Linked DNA regions of Rattus norvegicus: region 2 is linked to region 1. Evidence: chromatin contacts called from public Hi-C data. All regions are on one chromosome and are shown on one strand. The core of a region is the stretch at or near the end of the contact, and the rest is flanking DNA. Distances in the headings are between cores, read along the strand shown.

The links. A called contact is a pair of places that touch in the nucleus more often than the background predicts.
Region 2: a contact with region 1 is called in a Hi-C map of the A7r5 cell line, with 2.1 times the contacts expected there. The contact joins the enhancer-like site here to the promoter of Baz1a in region 1. A contact is called at or near these places in 4 of 12 Hi-C or Micro-C datasets (the A7r5 cell line, the Rat2 cell line, Schwann cells and 1 more).

The regions. Positions count from the first base shown.
Region 1 is chr6:78,215,112-78,220,372 of GRCr8, reverse strand. It overlaps Baz1a (bromodomain adjacent to zinc finger domain, 1A), which reads left to right and starts at 2,585. Exons shown (of 26, transcript NM_001170568.2): 1 at 2,585-2,726. The coding sequence starts at 2,614.
Region 2 is chr6:78,267,990-78,273,250 of GRCr8, reverse strand. No RefSeq gene overlaps it. Among named protein-coding and RNA genes, the nearest start is that of 2700097O09Rikl, 52 kb to the left of the region's middle. Within about 2 kb of position 3,095, at least 1 of the 93 cell types and tissues checked has an H3K27ac peak or open chromatin away from gene starts, as enhancers often do. A contact at or near this core is called in the A7r5 cell line, where this site is marked.

The DNA.
Region 1 (5,261 bases), core at 1,336-3,835:
GAGCCTGCAGGAGGTTGGGGTGGGGTGGGGTGGGGGCATTCTCATTCTAATGACCACAAGAAAACAAACTTTTGCATATGATAATTTTAATTTTCTAAGCTTACATAATTCTGAAATAACATCTACTAACAGTCACAAATCGAATACATATAACCCAGAAAATAAGTATACTGAAAATTGAGTATAATAGTATTTTGGTAAAATAACAAAATACTTTCATGGCATAGTAAAATAATTTAAATAGTCAATATTTGTATTTATAATAAAAATATACTTGCTTTTTAAATTTAAAATGATATTTACTTATTGGGGTGGGGAACACAAAAGAGGTCAAAGGAAAATTTATGGGAGATCCATAAATGTGGATCTGGAAATGGAACCTAGGTAATCAGGTGTGGTGACAAGTGTCTTAACCACAGAACCATTTGCCTGCCTACCTTAACTATTTTTTTTGATAATTTTAACAATTTTTAAAATGTAGCAAACAGTTAAGTTGTAAATTAGAATTATTCAGAGAGTTTGATCCATTCTAGCTTACCAATTATTTTGGCTTTTGGATTTTATGTATACCATGCTAATATAGACGTCAGGCTAGGGGCTTAGCATGCTTACACACACACACACCACACACTACCACACACCTTGTAAATTAAAATTTCTTCTTTCTCCTCTTTTAAGCGACTATGTTGTAGGCTCTATTAATAATGACTCCTTAGAGAATTCTCACTTACTATTCTGTACATTACTCGGAGGTCAATTTAAAACACCAAATCTTTGTGTGTACTTTCTGAAAAGTATACAGGCTTAAGTATATACTTGCCACTGGGAGACTTCTAAGCTTCTGTGACTATGCTCATATAGAAAGGTGTATGCATAATACTACTAGTGGTTTTTAAGTGCCATAGAATAGACTTTTGCCAAATTTTGTTTTGCTAGTTTTATAATCTGCTAAAAGTTTATAACTGGTAAAAAGACTTTAAACATTTCCCCCCAAGTACAAATAGCTATAGGACATCCCAGTTTTTAAAATCATTTCATAGTAGTAGTAATTAGAAAAAAAAGTAACATTTTATTGGATGACTATTCTTCAGGAATACTTTTGGACTCATTCTTACATGTTAATTTGCAAGTAAGCAAATAGAGTGACGGCAAAAGGGATTAAAAACTAGTGAACATTCTGAATGATTTCTTTTTTTTTTTGGTTCTTTTTTTCGGAGCTGGGGACCGAACCCAGGGCCTTGCGCTTGCTAGGCAAGCGCTCAACCACTGAGCTAAATCCCCAACCCCTATGATTTCTAATTTAAAATATAATTTTCAATTCAAAAGTCCCAAGTCTTATAAGAATTAAAATTGTTTTAATTTATGAAAGTTACCTATATGGGAAAATTGTTTTATGAGACATTTCAGTGGTAAATTCAACATCATTAAGATTCTAATTGAACTAAACACTGACCTTAAAGTTACTTATAGATTATAAGTTACTTACACTTTTTAAATTCTGTGTTTAGTTTTAAATATGTGGGGGAATCATATAAATGTGATGACATTTCAAACTTTTGCCTTTTCCTGAGCTATCAAACTCTTTGAATTGTAAGTATTAAGACAGACTGGTGTCAAGAAAGGTACTTTCTTTCAAGATGGATGTTTACGCATGCAAAATACTTTGAGAGTTTTAGCAACTTCGTTTCTTATTCTTCCCTTCTTCAAAACGCAATTTAAATCGGAACCGGAGTCCCCTTTGCAGTTCAAAAGCTGAGCGCTGGTGGCCCATTGGAAAAGATGAAGGCTTTACTTTGTCAGCCAAGTGTTTAAGGAACACTAGCGCTTTCCCTAGATCTTCTGGCCGATAATCTCAAACATGGAGGATGCTTCTGATTCTTCACGAGGGGTTGCTCCATTAATTAATAATGTAGCTCTCCCAGGCTCTTCGCCCTCTCTTCCTGTATCAGTGACAGGCTGTAAAAGTCATCCAGTAGCCAATAAAAAGGTAGAAGCGAGAAGCGAAAAGCTCCTCCCCACAGCTCTTCCTCCTTCAGAGCCGAAAGTAGCTCAGAAACTTCCCGGGAGCGCGGAGAGGCGGGGAAGTGCCGGCGGGACGCGATCCCCGCGCAGAGCCGGGCAGTGGCAACGCGAGCGGCGGCGGCTGGGAGAGACTCCGGGGCGGGGCGGGCCGGGCCCTCGCGGCGTTCCTCGTGGGAAGGTGCGGCGGCGGGCAAGTGCTCGCAGGTGAGGGGCTCTCCAGCCGGCGTCCGGGGGAACCGGGAACAAAGCGCGGCGGCACCCGGGGTCCGTGGCCGCCTAGCTCCAGAGCGCCTAACTCCGAGCACATTGCGAGTCCCCGGACCGGCGGTGCGGCGGCGGCGGCGGCCCGGAGCGGCGCTTGGGGGAGGGAGCCGCCGCACGCCCGCCGCGGGGCGTCCGCCCCATTGTGAGGCGCCCGCGGGGCGCGCTGGGGCCGCGGCCGCCCGACAGACTCCGCACCCCGGCGGGGAGGAGGACCGGACTCGTCTGTCACACAAAAGGCAGCCGAGCCGCCCCGGAGCTCTCCGACCTTACCGGCTTTCCTTTCCCTCCAATTTGCTAGGGACGCGGGTGGACGTGCGCAGCCGAGAGATGCCGCTGCTTCACCGAAAGCCGTTCGTGAGGCAGAAGCCGCCGGGGGACCTGCGGCCGGACGAGGAAGTTTTCTACTGTAAAGTCACCAACGAGATCTTCCGCCACTACGAGTAAGGCCGGCGCCGGGGCAGCGGGGACGGCCGCCCCCGCGCCCTTTTGTCTGTCTGTCTCCTCTTTCTCTCCGGGGCTCGTGACGGGTGGCCGGGCCGCCCCTCCCCCGCGCTCCGTGACCGCGTGGGGCGGCGGGCAGCGGGCGGCGGGGCCCGCGGAGGCCGGCGACCGCTCAGAGCCACCGCGCTCGCCGGCGGGCGGAAACTCCCCGCCTCGCCCCTCCCCGCCGCGGCCGCACGCGCTCGGCCGCCGGTTCCGGGATCCCCGCCGGGTCAGCCGCGCGCCGCCGCGGTCCCGCAGCCCCGAGAGGGAATCTCTGACCCCGAGGGCAGGAAACGGCCGGCCCCGGACTGGGTTTTCGCGGCCGTGCGTGGCTTCTGACGTTTAGGGTTGGTGGTGGTGGCGGTGGCGGTGGTAGGTGGCTGCCAGGGCTGAGGTGGGGACAGGGGCAGGAGTAGATGCTGGCCCGGCAGAGGGGCGAGGGGTTACTTCGCTGGCCAAGAGGACGGGGCCGGGGGCGTTGGGGTACTGGTGTCGCGAGCGGCGGCCTCGCGTCCCGCGCCGCCTAGGCCTGGGAGTGTGCGACGAGAGCCGCGCTCTGTCACCGCCTCTTCTTGGTGACTAACTCCCGTCCCTGGGGAACTCGGCGTCTCCGCCCCCGGGAGACCGGCGAGGAAGAAGTCGGGCCGAGCGTGGGGAAAGGAGTGGGAGACAGCTGACGCCCCTGGTTTTCCTTTCGAGTAACCTAGAGCTCGGCAGTGGGAGTTGGGGGGGGGGGCGTTAGACAAGTTCAACTCCAGCTTCAGCTTGCCCCCCCCCCCCCACTCCCTCCTCTGGCGCATGTGGGCCGCCTGACATGTGCCACTGCTTTTGTTTTGATAAGAACCCGAAGCTGCTGCACATGTAGCTTCAACTCCCAAGTTTTTAGGTCATTGCTCGGTGTATCTAAGAGTTTCCGTGGCTCAGTGACACGAAGCAGCGACCCATGTTTAAATAGGGACTCTTAAGTGAGAACCCGAGTTGATCCGTCACAGGAACAGCCTGGACACCCCCCCCCCCCCTTTTCGTTCTTTATCCTCCACGCAGACTCTTTGTGGCTTAGAAACAGTATGTTAATAGCAACCAAATAGGTTGTGTGTAGGAGGATTTCTTGAGTGTGGGGGCCTGGGAGAAAGGCCTGATCCAGGGAGGTCTTTAGGCACTCTCTACAGCCACCTGAGAGAAAAGAGTAGTGAGTTGCAAGTAATCCCCACCCTCACCTCCACCCCATCTTCAGCTCCCTAGAAGGGGTTACAGGTAAACATGTTATATACCTAGAGAAGTAGATAGTACTTTTCATCAAACAGTACCTTTAAGTAGGAGTACACATCTCACTGGACTCCTGTACAGACTTGTTTTATTACCTTGACTGCACTCTTGTAACTTCTTAGGTGGATTTGAGTTGAGTGACTGTGCAAGGATAATGTCTTCATCTAATGTTTAAGCTAAAATCTTTAGGAACATTTCTGATAGTTTTTTAATTTAAGAGTACCAAGAACATAGTTAACAGGCTTACACCCAAAACTCTTCCTTGGTTTTACGTAGGCAATCTTTTGAAAAGTCTCTCCTGGCATGGTACTCAAGAGGCTGAAAGTTCAAGGCCAGCCTGGGGGGGGGGCACAGAATGAGTTTTAGGCCAGTCTGGATTACAAAGTGAAGACCCCAGGTTCAACACAAACAATGCCTTCCAATCCAAACTTCAAAAGGAGACTGCTATCACTGTAGAGGGCAAGGTAGACTTGACTTTTATCCCCTGTGAATTAAAAACCCTTTGGTGTCCTTTGGTTCCTGGGATGAATTATTCTAATCATGGAGAAGTCTGAAATGCTGAAATATTTTTCACATTCCAACATGAAAAGTGAGGAATTGTATGTTTTGTAGTCTTAGGATATTAAAACATTTAAAGATAGCTTAAAACAAAACAAAACAAAACAAAAAAAACCCTCTGTACCCCTCCCCTCCAGTATTTGAGGTTTTGGAAGTTTAAGAGAGATGATTAATTTGGTAACATACTTGATCATTTGCCTTAAGCAAAATTGCATCATGTTCTTAGATATTTAATTCTTATGATTTTTGGATTGGTAATAAAATACGAGACTGTCATTTATTTAGCTGCATTAATTTATTTTGAATTATCTTCCCATTCCTTTAATTGGTAAAAAGTTATCTTTCCAAAACTGCATTTAGGGTGAATGGTATATAATATAGATAATAGAGAAACAAAAAGAAAGCTATTTTAACTTGCATCTTAAATTGGTTTGTGCAATTTGAAGTTTACCTTTTATATTAAAAATCTTGTATTTATCTGAGTGTTTATCTATGCTCACCCAGTTACTTCAGCTTCCTTTTTATTTCTTGAGTGCAAATTTCTAGCCTTCCCTCCCAGCCTTGCTCACTTCCCAAGAAACCTCTAACTTACTGGTTAGTTTGTCAGAAACTTCTTCATTGCTAGATAGTGTTCTGTCTGCCTCCTCTTGCCGAACTGTGGTCCTGAT
Region 2 (5,261 bases), core at 1,846-4,345, 52 kb before region 1:
CATGTGACTGCAGTTACAGGCAGTTGTGAGCTGTCATATGGTGCCAGGAATTGAACTCAGGACCTCTGGAAGAGCAGCCAGTGCTCTTAACTGCGGAGCCATCCATCTTAATTGGGGTCTTATTGCTGTGAAGAGACACCATGACCAATTTAAGTTTTATAAAGGACAGCATTTAATTGGAGCTGGCTTACAGGTTCAGAGGTTCAGTCCATTATCAAGGCAGGAGCATGGCAGCATCTAGGCAGGCATGGTGCAGGGGGCGCTGAGTTCTACATCTTTACCGGAAGGAAGCCAGGAACAGACTGAGCATCTTCAGGCAGCTAGGAGGAGGTTCTCCAAGCCCACCCCCACAGTGACACACTTCCTCCAACAAGGCCACACCTTCTAATCATGCCACTCTCTGGGCCAAGCATATGCAAACTATCACACCATCTTTCCAGTCCATGTAGTTGATTTTTACAGTTTCTTTATGTGTGTACCTGTGTGTGTACTGTACCCTCAGAAGCTTCAGGATCCCTTGGAATGGTGAGAAGCCTTATGTGGGTGCTCAGAACTGAAATGGGGTCCTCTAGAAGAGCTACAAGTGCTTTTAACCACTGAGCCATCTCTCCATCGCCTAATGGCATATTTGAAATATTAATAGAAAAAACGGCTTCCTGGTTTACAAATCACCTGTTATAGTAACTGTTCATTCAGATAATAGTTTATAAATAAGGTGATATTTATAATTGATAATGTTTGTGGTAAAAGGGTAAAACGTTCGCCTGATATGGACAAGATCTAGACTCAGTCCTGCCACTGCCATAAAACAAAATATTGGTAACCAATTTAAACTTCTTCTTCTTTTTGGTTTATAGAGACAGGCTTTCTCTGCATAGCTCTGGATGTCCTGGGACTCACTGTTTAGACCAGGCTGGCCTTGAACTCACAGAGATCCTCTTGCTTCTGCCTCTCAAATGCTGGAATTAAAGGTATGCACCACCACTGACCAACTGAACTAAGTGTTTTCAACATAAAATTTTGTCTTAGGGTCTGAGATATAACCCACGTGGTAGAGTGCTTGTCTAGCAATCAAGAAGCCCGGGGCTTTATCTACTACATCATATAAACTAGAATGGTAGCGCGTGCCTGTAATCCCAGCACTCAGGACGGAAAGGTGGAGGACCAGGGTTTCAAAGTTGACAAACTAGGGTGGATCTCCAGACTCATGGTAAACACAGAACATCAACTCCTGAAAGCTGTCCTCTGTCTTCCACAGGATCTCATGCATGCATATTACATGCGCCACACACACACAGACACATAGACACACACCAAGTAACCTCTACACTTGTTTTAGTTAGAAATGAATAATTAAACTACCCACATATACTAAAACATGCAATGGACTAGACAGCTCTATAAGGAAGCAGATAATTTCTTCCTCTTTCAGCAAAGACTCTCCTGGACATGAACTTAATATCTGTCTTTATTTAACCTTACGTAAAAAACATTTAATCACAAAATGATAAGCACACAAATTCAAAGTATATAACCCTACCATCCAGCAATGTTCGATGGCAACTTTTGAATATTTCTCTTTTTTAAAGATTTATTTACATGGCTGGAGAGATGGCTCAGTGGTTAAGAGCACTGACTGCAATCCTTTGTTGCTGTTGTTGTTGTTGTTGTTTTAAATATTTATTTATTTTATTTGATGTATGTGAGCACACTGTCGCTGTCTTCAGACACACCAGAAGAGGGTGTCAGATCCCATTTAAGATGGTTGTGAGCCACCATGCGGTTGCTGGGAATTGAACTCAGGACCTCTGGAAGAGCAGTCAGTGCTCTTAACCACTGAGCCATCTCTCTAACCACCACCACCCCCGCCGCGCAGATCGGGTTTTTTTTTTTTTTAATGAAAGTAATACAAGCACACTGTACAAAAATAAACAAATAAATCAAACGCAAAAGCCACAAAAAAGAGTCATAGTGGTGCACAGTTTAATCCTGTACTCAGGAGGTACGGGCAGATGGACCTCTGTGAGTCTGAGGTCAGCTTGGTCTACAGAGTCAAACCCAGGCCAATTAAGACTACTTAGTGATATCCTGTCTCAGAATTACAAAGGGGAGAAAAGGGCATATAACGTACACTTTACAGGGGCCGCACATAGTAGGCACTAAACGTTTTACTGAGAATAATGAATGAGAGAACGCATAAGGTAGAGATGCAGGCTTCCCAGGGAAGCTGGGAGGGAGATGACTTTCATTCCTGAGCTTATGGGTGTGTGCTACTCCGACCCACTGAATTTTTAAAACTTTGGTTCTCCTTTTGAATTTAGGACATAGAGAATGATACAATAAGGGCTGGGGAGCTTACTCGATGGTTAAGAGCACTGGCTGTTCTTCCAGAGGACCCCAGACCAATTCTCATCACCCATATACCTGCTCCCAGCTCTCTGTAACTGCAGTTCCAAGAACCCAATGCTCACATCTGGCCTCCACCAGTACCAGGCACAAATAGAGTACATTGACATATATGCAGGCAAAACACCCATACTCATAAAATGAAAATAAATGTTTGAAGAACAAAAAAATAGCTTTCAAGGCTTCTGTTTCTGTGGTTACAAATATTGTCCAACTAATTGAGAATAAATGCTGTCTTGTTTGCCTCTAATAAAATACAAGTAAGTGCTCAATAAATTTTGCTGATGACTGAGGTACCCCAAAATTTGGGGTGGGTAGGGGCATACTTTTCTTATTTGGTCTTTGGGATGGATGGGTCATACTGTGGAGTCCAAGAAGCCTCACATTGGGACTCCTCCTCCCTAATGCTGCAATTACAAGTGTGTATCACCATGCCTGGCCCAGAGTTGCTTTTGGATTATAAATCTCAGCACCACTTTGCTGGTTTGGTGGGGGAGGGGAAAGCCTGTTTGTTCAATCGAAAAACAGCCAGGAACCACAATATAGTGAACAACGACTTTAAATCACAAAGCCGCCTTTGTTTTTGTGGAAAGTGTTCTTACTGCTCTCGGCAGTGTTTCCATTCCTGACCACAGAGTCATAGGGCATCATTATCAATAACACCATCTCTGCACACGAAAGATATTCCTGCGCGTCGCCGCCTGTTGAGCTGGCATTCTTTCTTGGTGATTTCCTTCAGTGTTCCTACAACAGGCTGATTCAGCATGGCTCCCAGTGACCCAGTTGCAGTTTTTACATCTTGTGTAATTTCCTCCTCCGCTTGTTTTTAATGTGTAAAATATGGCAACATTATAGAATGTCCTGCCTGAGATTAGAATAACAAAGATGTGACCCTCAGTCCAGTATCATTCTCCTCTGCTCTTGCACTCGCTCAGTTGAGTGTCCCACCCAACCGCTGGGTAGGTTCATAAGGCAGAGAGTCAGTAGTGAGTCGGGTGAGTGGTGCACACCTGCAACTCCAGGACTCATGAGGCAGGGAGGGGCAGGAGGATCAGAAAGAGCTAGCCTTGACTACATAGTTAACTCGAGGATAACCTCGGCTATGTGTGACTTAAAGACATGAGGCCACCCCTATGACATTCTAGAAGAAAATAATCCTTGCCAATACACACCTCATAAACTGCCTACCCTTGTATATAGCCTGTGAGGAACTCAAATCTAAAAGCAGTGTCGGAGACAATGGAAGACAACAATGGTTTCTTGCCTTTTTATTCTTTTGAGCCATCCTTTGAGTGTTAGAATTTCACACATGTGCCACCATGATTAGTTTTACTTAATTTTTTTTTCTTTTCTTTTTTTCGGAGCTGGGAACCGAACCCAGGGCCTTGCGCCTGCTAGGCAAGCGCTCTACCACTGAGCTAAATCCCCAACCCCCACTTAATTTTTTTAAGATTTATTTTTTAATGTACATCTGTATGCTACATGTGTGTGGGTGCCTGTGGAGACCAGGGACAGTGTAGGCTCCCCTGGAGCTACAGTTACAGGTGGTTTTAAGCTACATGATATGGGTGCAGGGACTCAACTCCAGTCCTCTGGGAAAGAGCAGCAAGCGCTCTTACAGCCACTAAGCCATCTGCCAGCTCCAGTTTTATTTAAATTTTGGGATAATATTTTACACAGAAATCAGCAGTGAATACATCCAGTCATGATAGTGCATGCATTAATTAATCCTAGCTCTCGGGAAGTAGAGGCAGGAGGGACTAGAAGTTCAAGACCAGCCTCAGCTACATAATGAGTTCAAGGCCATCCTGGGCTACACCAAAAGCCATTTCCAAATAAAGAAGGTGGGTGTGCTGGATCAGCAGGTGAAAGTGCTCGCTGAACAAGCCTGGTCCAAACACTGGATCCCACAGTGGAGGGAGAGAGCACACTCCTGAAAGTTCCCTCTGACTTGCCATTCAAGGACACCTGAAAGTCTCTCTCTCTCTCTCTCTCTCTCTCTCTCTCTCTCTCTCTCTCTCTCTCTCTCCTCTCTCATACATACACACACACAAACATACACACACACACAGACACACAAAGACACACACACATCATCATCATCATTATTTTTAGTATAAAAGAAGTAAAACAAAAAATAGATAACTAATACAATCTGTTAGACATATATTAACTTATGTCTAACTAACATTTTCCCAGTTATGAAAACCGTTTGCCTGGTCTATATTAAACCATGAGTTTTATCCCCAACACCCACATACCCAACCAAAGAAAAGCGAGTGTCTGTGTGTGGAAAGGCTCACTCCTTATACAACCAAGGTCTTTACTACCTAGGAAAGGTTTCCACGCTGGCAAACAACTGTATCATAATATTGCTTCTGAGTTTGTAAATAAGATGTGGTCATGGTTCTTTCATTTAGAAATAAGAAGTTTTGTCGTTTTTGTTTGCTTGTTTTTAGAAGTCTAAGTCCCTAATTATTTCTCCACTATGATGGAAAAGAATATACAAATGATCATTGCCTGAAGATTTGATCATACGTGTTTATTTAACACACAGCCACCATCATGTGAAAGCTGGAAAACAATGGCTTGGTAATTCTCATCATTAGCTGACTTAAAAACATTCTTTGGGGAGGGCGGGTGCTTTCTGTTTGTTTTCATTTGCAAGATTCTCCCCCCCCCCCCAAGCTGGAGACCAAACCCAGGACCTTGAGCTACTACTGAGCTAAATCCCCAACCCCCATTTGCAAGTTTCTTAAGTAATAAAGTTTATAAATTTTTTAAAAATGTCATTAAACAAATGAAACAATGAGGCCTGTCATTTCAGCACTTGGAAGACCGAAGCAGGAGGATCC